Regions from separate parts of the Mus musculus genome. Here region 2 is linked to region 1. The links are chromatin contacts, called in public Hi-C maps. All regions are on one chromosome and are shown on one strand. Each heading gives the region's core, a stretch centred on a gene start, on an enhancer-like site or on the middle of the called end of the contact. The rest is flanking DNA. Distances are from core to core; before and after follow the strand shown.

Region 1 (6,950 bases), core at 1,609-4,108:
CAAACCAGGGCCAGTCTTTGCCCACTTCTTACGTGAGCTTAGGTTTAATATCTGAGCATAGATGTCCCACATTTGGGCCCTCATCATTCCACCTGTGGCTGTCAGAGTGGAGTGGGCAGGGGAAGAGGGAAGGGCAGACTCCTACAAAGAGTCTGCTCCCAAAGACTGGCTTTCCCCACCTTTGGCCGTACCCACACCACAGAGCCACCCTTGAAAAGCATCCTGTGGAGCTTGCTGGGCCTTGCTGAGACTTTTGGTAGGCAGGCATTCTGAATGCCAGCTTTCATGGTCTGGTTTGTGATCCCAAGAATGCAGAAACTCCTTCTCTGTCTCTATTCTTTCTTCTTCTTCTTCTTCTTCTTCTTCTTCTTCTTCTTCTTCTTCTTCTTCTTCTTCTCCTTCTCCTTCTCCTTCTCCTTCTCCTTCTCCTTCTCCTTCTCCTTCTCCTTCTCCTTCTCCTTCTTCTTCTTCATAAAAGCTTTTAAAGGAAACAATATGTTTGCTAGAAAAAACACAAAAAATGATTATATACAAAATGGTTATGTGACCATGGATGCCACCCTGTGGGAGGGTGGTCAGACTTCTGACACTTATTTACGCTTCCTCAGGATCATGTACATGAGGCCGCTGATGAAAGTGAAGGCAAAGGCCACCCAGGCCAGGATGAAAGAGTAGCCGTAGCTGCCTTCTTGCAGTAGGTAATAGAGTTTTCTGTTCTGTTGGTGAAGGTCTTGGCGCCGGTCTGTATAGATGGAAGCTCCGATCATGACACACAGACCTGTCAGGAACAAAGACAGGGTTCAGAAATATTGCAGGCCACACTAGAATCTGGACCTGGCCTAACACTTGTTAATGGCTTCCCACCAGCTTAGGATACAGACCTCAAGTCCTTTCCGTGGCTTATGAGAGCCCGTTCAGTCTGCCCTCCTCATTCCGGCCCTCACAGCTCTGCTTCTTCATCCCAGCACTTTTGCCTGCCAAACTGTTCCTTCCACTCCACACCCAGACAACACATGGTACCCAAGCTCAGGCTTCAAGCTTTGCAGACACCTTCCCTTTCCCCCTAAATCCAAACTCCTCCATATGGAGTGTGTGCCAGCTTCTCCTTTCTGGGTGTTCCCCAACTTCCCTCCTTCAGTGATTTTGGTGGGATACAATGCAGAAGTGCAGCACAAGCTATAGGAGAAGAGCTTCACTTTGCCGGAAGGAGTCTGTGTGTCACCTGCTAATGGTCTGTCTGTTCTGAGTTAACCATAAATCTACATGCCGTCCAAAGTGGTGAAGGAGAAGGAACTCAAGACTTCATGGCCTTAGTGTGTGCAAGAGATGAGGAGGAGGAAAGATGGATCTCAGAGATGAGAGCCACCTGGCCAGAAGGCCATGCCTGAACTTGGAATTGATTTATTGTTTGCCCTCCACTAGAGGAGCCCAAGAAAAGAAGGAGGGCAGGCTTTGCTCTGGCAGACTGTCCCCTTTCGAATAATGTATGCTCTAAAGAGTCACTTCCTGGCTGTGTGTGTGTGTGTGTGTGTGTGTGTGTGTGTGTGTGTGTGTGTAGGCAGCACAGGCTGTCTCATGTGTGTACAGGCAGTACACGCGGCTTCCAGGTTCACTTACAGGACATGAGCTGGATGATGGACGTCAGGACGAACCTCTCTCCCTGCTTGAGGCGGAAGAGCTGGAGCAGAAAGATGAGGAAGGAGATGCAGGAGAGGATGGTGGAGAGGATCATGGTGGCCTGCACCGCCTGCATCACAGAATAACCTGTGGGCAGAAGATGAAGGCTTCACACAGAGGGTTATAGGACTGTCTGCAGCCAAGCATGTCCATCCAACTACTGGGCACTGTGACACAGGGTTGTCATCTATAAACTTCACACTGAGATCTGACACCAGGGTAAGCTCATGTCTTAAGTGAGTCCACAGCATTGTGTTGGGCCCCATTCCTAGTCACTGTGCTCCGTGGGCCACAGACTGAACATACCTGGCCACCCTGGCAGTGTGCCAGGCTACCTCGCTCTTCTCCTCCAGCTAGGCAGTTGATCAAATACCAACTTAAACAGAAGATGAAGCCAGAACCAAGACTCTCCCTGCTCTGGATTGCAGCTCCTACCTATTTGGCTTGGGAAAAGAGCAACAGCCAGGTCTCAACCTTTTTAGTTTGCCTGATGGCTGGAGGGAGCTTTGATTATAAGGGCTGGGTAAGGCGTTAACAGCAATGGATCGTATCGCTCACATTAAGCTGCACATCTGGGCCCCACAGAAAACACCTGGTCCTGCTTCCTGTTTCCTTATGGCAAACAAACGTACTCTCCAACAGAACACATCACTCCTCAAAGTCCAGGATCAGGGGTAAATAAGCTGGGGGGGTGGGGCTCTCTGGCTAGGAGTTGAGGGGAATGGGCCAAAGGACCTTGTGGGGTGTTAGGAAAGTCCTCTGCTTTGCTTTCAGTGGTAGTTTGCTAGGATTATAAAGAATTGTCAAAACTCATTGCACCAAGGAGCCCTTAAGAAGTATGCATTTCCATGTTTGTAAATGATGGCTATATTCTAAAAAATATTACCAGACTTTCCTGAGACAAAATGAACTGGAACACCAGGCACGGAGAACACTTCTAAAGTCTCCTAGGGAATTTCAAAGTGAGCCAACGTTGTGACCCCGTGGCTTTGAACATTAGTAATTAAATTTTCCAAGGAGCCACCTAGGAAGGCTTATTTAAAATGCAGATTCCTCACTCAGCCTCCATTCCTCTGGGGTTGGTGCCAAGATAATATATTTTTAGCAAGTACCCCAGGTGATTCATATCCTGTGACGAAGCAACTGTAGAAACTGGTTTTGTGAGAAGAAATGACTCGGTGCTTTTAGACTAGGTTCCTTGGCGATGAGCTGCTGAGTGTGCTGCTGGTGGCCGTGATGTCCGTGTGGGTGAAACCCAGCCAGGCCACCAAAAGCAGGAAGTCAGTCAGGGGAGGGCTGTGACCTTGCTGTGGTCTCAGGGTTCCTGGAGGCCTCAGGAATGGGCTCGCTTGCAGGGCTACCACCTCATAATACCTGCTAAGACAGCCAGGCCCCATAGCAGCAGTGCCTGTAGTCTTGGGCTCAACAACTATTTCTGAGGTGTGTCAGTTGAAGGGAGAACCCAGAAAGTTCCAGAAATCAAAATCTGAATCTGCCATGCACCATACCGGGTCACACAATGAAACAACATGCAGAGATTGTATTCGGTGTTGTAAGTCATCTAGAAACTACGGTGCAGAGGTGGTGTGCACCCTTCCACAGCCTTGGGGAATCCTTGCAGGGTTTCAGAACTACTCCCTGCACAGCTACATGGGCTACAACTGCATTTGAGTTGCTTAAATTTTGGTTTTGTTTAGCACAAAAAAATCAGTAAGGAGAGGATGGGCCAGAGAGATCTCACTAGCTAAGGCTTCTCCACCGTCCACAACCATGCTGGACAACCTGAGTTGGAGCCATGGAGAACTAACCCCCACAGTTCTCTCTGATGTCCACGTGTGTGTCATGGCCTCTGACAAACAGAGACAGAGGGAGTCAGTTGGGTTAGACTTCACTGAGGGTCTTTGGCTTTTAATTTAGCCTTTCCTCCTGTTTTCACGGCTTGTGACACCAGTTTACCACTGATGCTGCAGGTACATTTACTCAGGAAATAAATTTACATGTGGAAGAAGTTGGAGCTGGCACAAGGTTTTTTTTGTTTTTGTTTTTGTTTTTGTTTTTTTTCTTTTACAGGAAAGAGCCAGGCAATAAATTACTTTAAGCTTCTGGTCACATTATTATTATTATTATTTCTTCTCCCCCTTTTTTTGTTTTGAGGATTTTGTTCTTTTTACAACTCTTTTAAAATGTTAAAAGCATTCTTAGTTCATGGGCCACACCAAAGCAGGTCTTGGGCTGCATTTAGCTGGTAGTTCACGGATTCCTGATTTAAAGAGCTGTAATACAGGAATTCCCACAGGGAGGCATGGAACACCAAGAGCAGAGGCCCAAAAACACTGCTTCTGGACTCAGCAAGCTGTCTTGATGGGTCCAGTTTATCACCACTGCTGACTGTTTCTGGGGCTCAGTCAGCATTACATACAGGGACAGAGAGCAAGCAGATAGGCCTGGGTCTGCTGAGATGGACCTGACCTGGCTGGGTCTGCCAAGTCTCAGGAGGGAGGGGATATGGGAATGGTGATGCCCCAGCCACCCACACTCACCTTCAAACGCTTCAGGGCCGGTCAGCTCATTGATCTCGGTACAGTTTGTGCTGTTGGTGCACACTCTCCAGAGGTCAGCAGAGAAGCTGTCGCCTACCCACCAGGCCTGTGAAGGGAATGGAAGCCGCTGGTTAGGGACGCGCAGATCCTGAGTCCTGCTGGGCCAAGGAGTCAATGTGGGCCCTCAGGACTCACTGCTTCTCAAGGGCAGACCACAAGTGAGTCTCCTGAGGACTTGGTTCAAATGCACACTTGTGAGTCAAGAGGCCTCAGGTCGGTTCTGAGTCTCTGCTAAGTCCCATGGGATGCCAGGTCTTCAGAGGGATCTGAGGTGGCTCATGTTCTCATGACCCATGGGAGAAATATCCTGAGGGTCAGTGGAGGCCAGTTCTACCAGAATGGCACGGGGAATGTGGAGAAGAAAGGGTGACATCAAGGGACCAGGAGATCTGATGGGTGGATAAGAAAACATGGCACATGTACACAGAAGAAAAAAAATAAAATCATAACATTTGGAGGAAAATAGGTGAGCACACGAGCGAGGCTCAGGGAGACAAACACTCGAGTTTCTCTTACATGAAGAACTGGATTCAGAGCTGTGTATGCGTGTGTGTATCTGTGTGTGGTTATAGGCCATGGGATTAGGACCGGATCAGAACCCGGAAGAGGTGGGAAATAGAACATAACTGAATTCACGTGATGAGCAGAGGCAGGGTGCTAACTGTGAAAGGAGAAAGGCCCAGCTGGAGAAGGGGAGAGGGAAAGAAGGGCAGAGGGAGGGAGGGGAAGGAAGGGCAGAGGGAGGGGAGGAGAAGGAAGGGCAGAGGGAGGGAGGGGAAGGAAGGGCAGAGGGAGGGAGGGGAAGGAAGGGCAGAGAGAGGGGGGAAGGAAGGGCAGAGGGAGGAAGGGGAAAGAAGGGCAGAGGGAGAGAAAGGAAGTGCCCCACCCCCACAGGAATAAAAAAATATAAATAAATGCTTAAATGTTAAAGTATTCAAACAATAAAGAATTAAAATGAAAACTAAAAGCGGAGCGTCCTGCGCGACCAGTGGATATTCTCGCTGCCTTAGCTTTCCCTCGCAGCAGCCCTCTCCTGTCCCTGCCTTAAAGGCCGGGCGCCTCCTGCACACCCACTGAGCCTACAGGTGTCCACGGGGCAGCACGGTATCAAGATGTCCTGTCTCACAGGCTGTCTCACAGCTGCCACACTTCCACCTGTCCTCTCAGTGTCAAGCTAACAGAAACGCCTGGGTGTGGGAGCATATTCCTGCCCCAAGGCCTGTCCAGTCCTTTCACTAAGCTCGGGACCTTGCCGGAATCTCAAAGGACTCGATGCAGGAAACAAACAAAAACGACAATTCTAGAACAAAATTCAGTACCTTTCCTTGGCAGCTCCAAATACTTCAAGCCAAGGTATCTGTGTGACCACAGCCTGGGCCACTCAGCAGCTTAGCAAGACTCTCCAACAGGCAAACCGTGTTCAAATCCCTTGGCAGAGTTGAGAACCAGAGTTCCTGGGATGGTTCGAGTCCTGGCTCTACCTCCTACTACAGTGTAGCAAGGGCCAGGACCAACTGGGGGTTCAATTCCTTCTCTGGGAACCATCAGATGCAAGTCCCTACCTCCCAGACAACCCAGGATGATGCACACAAGGAGGCTGAATACTGCCAAGGGGGTCATCAGACTGACAGATGGAGTGATTAATGTTGCTGCTGTTACGATTACACTGGGTAGATATGTGGGCAGCCCTGGGTGCCATATGCACAGTGCACGTTAACTCCTGGGATATATGACCACGGCCATCCACTTGGTTAGACAAGGAGATGTCTAGGGGAGTCTGAACACACTTCTAAGTGTCTATGAGGATGTTTCCAAAGAGGGCTGATATGAAAGGGTAACAGAAGAAAATAAGGCCTGCTCTGAATATGGGCAGAGTTATCTACCCAGTGAACTGGTATCCTGCATGGGAGTAAGCTGAAGGAAGGCAGTGTGTGTGTGTGTGTGTGTGTGTGTGTGTGTGTGTGTGTGTGGTGTATGTTTAAACACATACACACATACAACACATACACATACACACACATATACACACACACACTCCTAGAGATCCCCAACTGACTTGTGCCTTCTGAGCAGTTTTCTTCCCTTTAACAGTCTCTGCAGTTTGAAATGATGAGATGAAGCTCAGCCTTTGGGTCAGGACCAGATCTCTGTTAGAAGCATCACTTCCTGCCCGAGGCCAAGAGGGAATCAAATATTCTCTTGCTATTATAATACAGCTGCCAGCTGGACTCTGGGGGAACAAGTTATATGTTAGGGGCCTGTGGAGAGTTTAGAAAGTTCCACTCATGAGATCTACTGGGAGTCCATGAGTAAGCTCCTAACACAGGGGTCTGGCTAGTAAGAAGATGCAGGAGACCAGGAAGAGATGACCTAGGTAGGTCATGCAGACTGATTTTACTCCCTGTAGGGTAGCTGTCAACATCTGGAGAAAATATTCCTTCAACTCTGCATTCAAGCAAGACTGATGCCCAGTGAGGAAGGCCAGGGATGTTGTTAGACCATCTGCAGGGCACCAGATGGCCTTCACATGAATTACCACCCCGTTAGCCATTGTGAATACAACAGCAGTAAGCATGCCTGTGTGAGCATCTCTGTGGTAGGATACAGCACCTTTGGGAGTGCTCCCTCGTTGATGTGTAGTATAGCTGAACTTGTGGCAGTTCTAGTTTTACC
Region 2 (6,950 bases), core at 2,672-5,171, 88 kb after region 1:
TTAAACATAGCAGAGAATAGCCTTAAATTTCTGATCCTTCCAAGTGCTAGGATTACAGGTATTGATGATGATGCCCCTCCCAACACACACACACACACACACACACACACACACACACACACACACACACACACTTTGCCTGAGTTTTCTCTAGCACTGGGGACCAAACCCAGGATGTCATGAACACCAGTCATGCACTCTACCAACTGAGCTACATCCCTGGGAACTTTTAAGAGGATTATAGCCAGCCATACCTGATGTGGACTGTGGTTGTTTTGAAGGCCAGTGACCTCCATAGGCTTGTATTTGAATGTTTGGTTTCCAGTTGGTAGACTATTTAGGAAGGGGTAGGTGTGGCCTGTTAGAGGTGCTCCTAGGGTGAGCTTTGAGATTTCAAAGCCCAGCCCCCCACCCTCCAACTTGTAGATCAGGATGTAGGCTGTTAGCTACTGCTTCAGAGCCACACCTGCCTGCTGCCAAGCTCCCTGCCATAATGATCATGGACCAACCCTCTGAAACTGTAAGTAAGCCCTTAGTTAAATGCTTTCTTTCATAAGTTGCCTTTATTACGATGTCTCTTCACAGCAGTAGGAAAGTAGCTAAGACACCAGCTCAGAGGCTCCTGGAGGTGGATCTAACCATCATCACTTCTCCAACACAAAGTTAAGAAGACACATGCCCATGTCACCTGCCTGTCACCTGCCTACTGAGTCTTCTCTTGCTGCGTCTCCTAGTCCACATCACTGTTACAATGGTTTATTTCTTCTCATCATCATGGTCCTCTTCCCTTCCTCCTCCTCCTGTCCCTCCTCCTCCTTGGCATGTATATGTGCATGTGGTGTGTGCTAACACATGTGAGTGCTCATTCACGTATGTGTGGGGCATGTGGGTGTGTGGATGCAAGTGGTGGTCTGACGTTGATGCTAGATGCCTTCCTTAATTGCTCTCCACTTTTTATTAAGGTGGGTCCATCACAGAAGCCAGGTTCTCTGGTTCTAGCCAGTCCACAGCCATCTTACTTTGGAGTTCCTGGCTTTGCTTCCCAAGTGCTGGGGTTACAGGTGGGCCGCATGCCTGCCAAGCTGTCATGTGGTGCTGAAGAGCTGAGCCCTGATCTTCATGCTTGTACAGGAAGTGTTTTTCCACAGAGCCATCTCCTTGATCCTTTCATTATGGACCAGGATCCTGCAGTTCACAGGAACTAATCTCCAAAAACCCCTCGGCTGGATCTAAACGAAGTCACTCTGCTTGTCCACACACACCTTTGCCTTTCTACATTTTTAAATTTTTTTAAACTTTGTGTGCATAGGTGTTTTGCCCTAATGCATGCACCACATGTAGGCAGTTCCTGACAGGGCCAGAAGATGGTGTGAACATCCAGTAAGACAAGAATTGCAAGTGTTTGTGAACCACCAATGTGGGTGCTGGGACTTAAACCCAAGCTCTCTGGAAGAGCAGCCCACGCTCTGAACCACTGAGCCATCTCTCTACTCATTTCTACAATGTTTAGAGCTAAGGCTCTTTCATCTAATACTGAGTGTATGCACAGGGCCAGGCAGGGCCAGGCCAGCAGCTCTGCCTCCAGGACTTGGCCTGATTGAGAAGCCAACCGTCGTCAGTAGCTTGGTCCTTCACCCCAGTGCTGGAAGGGATCCGGCTGCTTGCGAGGCACAAAAGCATTTCCCATCCACAGAAACCTCACTGTCAAACAGAGGCCAGCAGCTAGAGCTGGGATCTTGGCTCCCCACTGACTGTCAACCCTCAGACTCTTCATTTTCCTGTCCAGTTCCCAAGCAAAGGGGTGGTTTTGATGATGCTAACAGCCATTTGAAAGTCAAAATGCCAAGGACTTCAGCAGAAAAGAAAGCCTTGTAGGGTTTAAGACTCACAGCCTTCTGTAGTCTGGTTAAACTCTTTCCATGACAAGTAACTTTCCCCATCCCTTCTCCCCTTCCTACACTCCTCCCCCCTTCCTGTTCTCCCTCTTTTCCTTCCTCTCTTCCCCCTTCTTTTCTTTTTCTTTTCTTTTTTTTTTTCTTTTTTTTTTTTTTTTTTTTTTTTTTGATAAGGTTTTACATATCCCAGACTGCTTCAAAGCCACCATAAAACTGAGGAAGACCTCAAAGCTCTGACCCTCTGTCTCTATCTCCTGAGTGCAAGAATTGCAGGCAGGTACCCCTGTGCCTAGTTTATACAGCACTGGTGGGTGAACCCCGAATGTCATGCATGGTGGGCAGGCATTCATCCAACTAAGCTACATTCAGAAACCTCCCTCAGGTTTCTGAAGACTCTAACACAGCTCAGCACCCTCTGCTGTACAGTCACCTACTCAAGGCTTTGAGGCTCTCCAAACTAGTGGCCAATTAATCAGTGGACTCTAGGGTTTGAAATACAAAGGGGATGGTCTCAGGAGGTATGAGGCCTAGCAACAAGCCAGGCAAAACAGGCAGGTGGTCGTCTCTGTCGGGTAGAGATAGAGTATGTCAGGATATAAGCCACAGTAAGATTGGGTTTAAGTAGTGGAGTGCATCCAGAGTAGGGGATAGAAGCAGGCAGAATTATTCTCAAGTTTGCAAGTGAGCACTTACAAGTTGAAGCCCTAGGAAACCCCTGGAATTATCTGGAAGTTGGAGCTACTAAATTGAGGTGGGGAAGACTCTCGGTGGAATAAGCAAGAGGGTGAAAGTCCTGGAGATGGGGGTTCAAGCCTGTTAAGAAGAGGCCTCTTAGAAATCCATGTCCAGGCCTGGGGTGGCTCAATAGGTAAAGTGCTCACCCACGAGCATGAGGACCTGAGTTCGGACCCCCAGCACCCACTAAAGGACTGTAGTTCTGGTTATGGGAAATGAGAGACAAACCCTAGAGCTTGCTAGTTACCCAGCAGAGCTGAATAGGTGAGCTCCAGGCTTGGTTAGAGGTCTTGTGTCAAAATGTAAGGCAGAGAGTGATGGAGGAAGATACCTGATGCTGGCGTCTGGCTTACACACACACACACACACACACACACACACTTCTCTCTCTCTCTCTCTCTCTCTCTCTCTCTCTCACACACACACACACACACACACACACACACACACACGCACTGCACACACCACACAAACATGCACATAGAAAAAAAGACATCCAAGTGCAGGTGTGGGCATGCAGCTGGGTGTGGGACCAGAGCAAGGCTGAAGAAGGTGTGACTCAGCAGTCAGGGCTGACTATGGCTGTGGGAAACAATCACCTGAGGGACCGGGCAGAGTGATGTAAATACAGTGCTTATACTGAAATTCTCAAAACTAAATAAGAGAAAAAGAAAAGACTCATACAAGCCTGCCTGTGGTGCGTGCTCCAAAGTCTAGCATTTGGGGGTCTAAGGCAGGAAGATGATAGTTTGAGGCCAGCCTGGGCTATATTGCAAGTTCTTGGTAGCCTAGGCTATACAATGTATCTCAAAAAGGAAAAAAAAGCATTTATTATTTCCCTGGCCATCACACACCGCTCCCCTCAGTGATGGTCATACCTGTCTCCTGTCTGCTCCGTGTCTCCTGACTACATACAGTTCACAGCCAGCAGAGAAACAGCCTGATTGAGGCTGGGCTTCTGGCATGTCTGGCTCACCTTGGTGCCAGCCTCCTGATGCCACACCCCTGACCACAGCAAGAGGGAAGTGATATTTGGATCCAAGGACTGCAACAGGTTACCTGGGGGCCAAACCCCACAGGGGCATTTCACATCCCTGCACAAATCTGCCTAGGTCTATGTAACGGGAAAGCCTGACTTGGTCGCTTCACTTCCCAAGTGGGAAAGTGGGCAGGAGAGGGAAGGAGAGAGCTAGCTGCTTGCCCAGAAGTTCATCCAGGCCAACACACACTGCTTTTGATCTTCCCAGAGAAATCCGTGGCGTCAGCAGCCAAGGCTCCAACGTAGCTCATTAGGAACGCTGATTCCCAGGCCCCGCCCACTGGCTTAGTCGGACCAAACACAGGGAACACAGTGCGCAGGTCTGCACGGCTGGCCAGGTTCTTTCTTCTCTCACCCCGTTTACTCCTCCACTTCTGCCTTACTGTGCACAGCTTACTTCAGGATTACCTGTATCTTTCTCTAAATCCAGTCACTTTATTTTATATGTCATTATTGTTAGGATTTTCTTGTTTGGGGTTCTTATTATATTTTTAATTGCATTTACTTGTTGTATATATGTGGTGCGCACACAGGGGTGGGGGGCGGTAACAAATGAGACCAGAAGGCAGCTTCAAGGATCAGTTTTCTTTTTTTTTTCCCACCATGTGGGTCCTGGAAATAGAACTTTAGACAGCAGGCTGGATGGCCGTTACCAGCTGACCATCTCCTTCCCCTAAGTGTTTTGTTTCTGCTGGCTTAATTTTGTTGTTGTTGTTGTTGTTGTTTCAAAAAAGGGTCTCTCACTCTGTATGCCAAGAACTAGCAGCAATCCTCCTGCCTCCACCTCCCATGCACTGTGAGTCTCCACGCCCAGCTCAACTCAGTTTAGAAACAAAAAGAGCGCTTATTTTAAGTGGAAGCTTTCTATCTCTAACTATCATTGGTGTAAATCAAACAGCATTGCTGTATGTGGAAAGAACATTAACAATGCATAAAATAAGAAAGAGGCAAATGTGTGTGCTGGGACTCTTTAGTTAGGCATTGAGACCACCTGCACCTAAGGAAGGCTGCTGACGGACGGAGGGGCTGTGTTCTTACTATTCAGCTCAGGGATACTAATGGTCCTGTAACAGAACACAGCAAATGTCATCTTGCCTGCTGGGACCTGCCTCCAACACCTTTAGAATAAACATTTTCTTGTTCTTGTTGTGAAGACAGGGTCTCATTAGCCCAGGCTAGCCTCCAACTCCGTGTGAGGCCTGAGGATGACCTTGATTCTTTGACCCTTTGACTCCACTTCCTGAGTGCTAGGATCACATCACATGATCGTGTGTGCCATCGTGTCTGCTTTCAAACACGTGCTTTCGATAGCAGGGTCACTGCCCCGAGGTCTCCTCCTCGGCACATCTGTGAGTCCCATTCCCCTGTCTTGCACTGAATTTCACCCTAGCACACACAAGTAGATAACTGGATGTTGGAGAGGGAACATGGAGGATCCCAGGCTCTTGGCTGCCAGAGAACTCAGACCACCTAGGCATTATCCTCTCCCGCTCTGGGGCCAGCAACTACTTCCCTCCAGAAGATGGCTAAAAGCCTCAGTGTTCTCCTGTAAGGACCAGACCCCAGGGCGGTTACAGGTTTGGAGCAGCAAGGTGGCTTATCAAATAGAGGCACTGTCACAAAAGCCTGGGGACATGAGCTCAATCAATCCTCAGATCCTACATTAGAGAACCTCCACAAGTGCACATGTCCAAACAAGCACACACACACACACACACACACACACACACACACACACACACACACACACACACAGAGAGAGAGAGGGGGGGGGAGGGGGAGGGAGGGGGAGGAGAGGGAGAAAAATGAAATAAGTATTTTTTAAAAAGAAAGGAAGATTGCCCGAGGTTATAAGGGACTAGAGCCCCAGCAGTCGCGTCAAAGCCCATCCTCAGCACAGCACAGCTGGAAGCAATGAATGCCAGCCTCTATTGCATCTTACTCTGTAAAATAGTGTTTTGTCATCAATTTTGCTTCAGTAACTTTATGGCGAATTAAAAATCCTAAACTCTGATGTCAAATTAAAAGGGAAAAATCCCAAGTTCTGTAGCAACCCAAAGACAAGTGGTTCTCAGAGGTCAGGAAGGAGGGGTTGCTTGCTGAACCCAGTTCCAGGGTACGGACTGACGTGCAGCCTGTGAGCCAAACTTGGTCCACTGCATGGCCTTGTAAAGAAAGTTGGTTGGTTTTACAAGCTAAGGTTTCTCTGCGTCGCCCTGACTGTCCTGGAACTCACTCTGTAGACCAGGCTGGCCTCAAACTCAGAGATTCACCTGCCTCTGCCTCCCGAGTGCTGGAATCAAAGGTGTGCACCATAACCACCCAGCACAAATAAAGTATTATTGGAACACGGCCATGTTCATTTGTGTACAAGTTATCCATAGCTGCCTTCTTACACACCCTCAGGATGGAGTAGTTGTGACAGCAACCATATGGGTCCACAGACCTAAAGCTATTCATTATTCAGAGCAAACTCTATGATGGAGTCTGAAGATTCAGTGTGAGACTGGAAGGTGCGGCCGTGCTGTCTCTGCCTTCTCTCTCTCTCTCTCTCTCTCTCTCTCTCTCTCTCTCTCTCCATGTGTGTGTTTGAGTGTGTGTGTGTTCGAGTGTATGTGCGAGTGTGTGTGCGTGCGCGCGTGTGTGCTCTCACTCTCCACCTCATCCCCTGAGACAGTCTCCCACTGAACCAGGGTGACAGTCAGAGACCCTCCCGTGTCTGTTCCCCTCAGCACAGGGTTACAGCAGGGAGGGGTTTGTAGGACAGGAATGTTCAGGGTAGGCTTTGATAATAAGTGACATTTGAAGCAGAGGTTGGCCACAAGGACACCAGAGGAAGACTACCCCACCCCCACCCCACCCCACCCCCACCTCGGCAGAGGAAAGAACACACCAAGGTCCTGAAGCACACAGTGAGCAGGTGTGTGTGGGGAAGGACAGGGACATGGGAGGGGCTGTAGTAAACAACAGCAGGGAATGAGGGCAGAGAGAAATGGGAGCCAGGATGTTGTTTTTCTTCCCACTGACACAGAGAGCCAATAAAGACTTTAGAGCAGTGGAGGGCCTAGATCATTCCTGAGAGAGTACAAAACCCTACAGGAATGGGCCCTCTTTACAACATTCTGTTGACTTCAGCCATGTGTAAAGGCCAGAGATTGATATCAGGTATCCTCCTCAATCTCTCCCCACCCTAATTTTTGAGGCAGGGTCTTTCATTGAGCCCAGAGCTATATTGGCTGGCATTGACCCTGCAGATCCTCCTCTCTCTGTTTCCCTAGTAT

The links. A called contact is a pair of places that touch in the nucleus more often than the background predicts.
Region 2: a contact with region 1 is called in a Hi-C map of uterus, with 2.3 times the contacts expected there. The contact joins two enhancer-like sites. A contact is called at or near these places in 24 of 39 promoter capture datasets (the 3T3-L1 cell line, 3T3-L1-derived adipocytes, the C10 cell line and 16 more), 2 of 15 datasets of contacts at CTCF or cohesin (the NIH/3T3 cell line and large pre-B cells), 24 of 484 Hi-C or Micro-C datasets (the 3T3-L1 cell line, 3T3-L1-derived adipocytes, B cells and 13 more) and 12 of 115 datasets of contacts at active chromatin or transcription factors (SST interneurons, acute myeloid leukemia, bone marrow-derived macrophages and 7 more).

The regions. Positions count from the first base shown.
Region 1 is chr16:10,283,838-10,290,787 of GRCm38.p6, forward strand. It overlaps Emp2 (epithelial membrane protein 2), which reads right to left. Exons shown (of 5, transcript NM_007929.2): 3 at 4,218-4,323; 4 at 1,618-1,764; 5 at 1-778. The coding sequence ends at 591. Among named protein-coding and RNA genes, the nearest start is that of Emp2, 27 kb to the right of the region's middle. Within about 2 kb of position 2,859, at least 118 of the 459 cell types and tissues checked have an H3K27ac peak or open chromatin away from gene starts, as enhancers often do. A contact at or near this core is called in uterus, where this site is marked.
Region 2 is chr16:10,370,895-10,377,844 of GRCm38.p6, forward strand. All of the region lies in intron 5 of Tekt5 (tektin 5), which reads right to left. Gm41419 (a long non-coding RNA gene) reads left to right here and starts at 456. Exons shown (of 3, transcript XR_875900.3): 1 at 456-520. Within about 2 kb of position 3,922, at least 89 of the 459 cell types and tissues checked have an H3K27ac peak or open chromatin away from gene starts, as enhancers often do. A contact at or near this core is called in uterus, where this site is marked.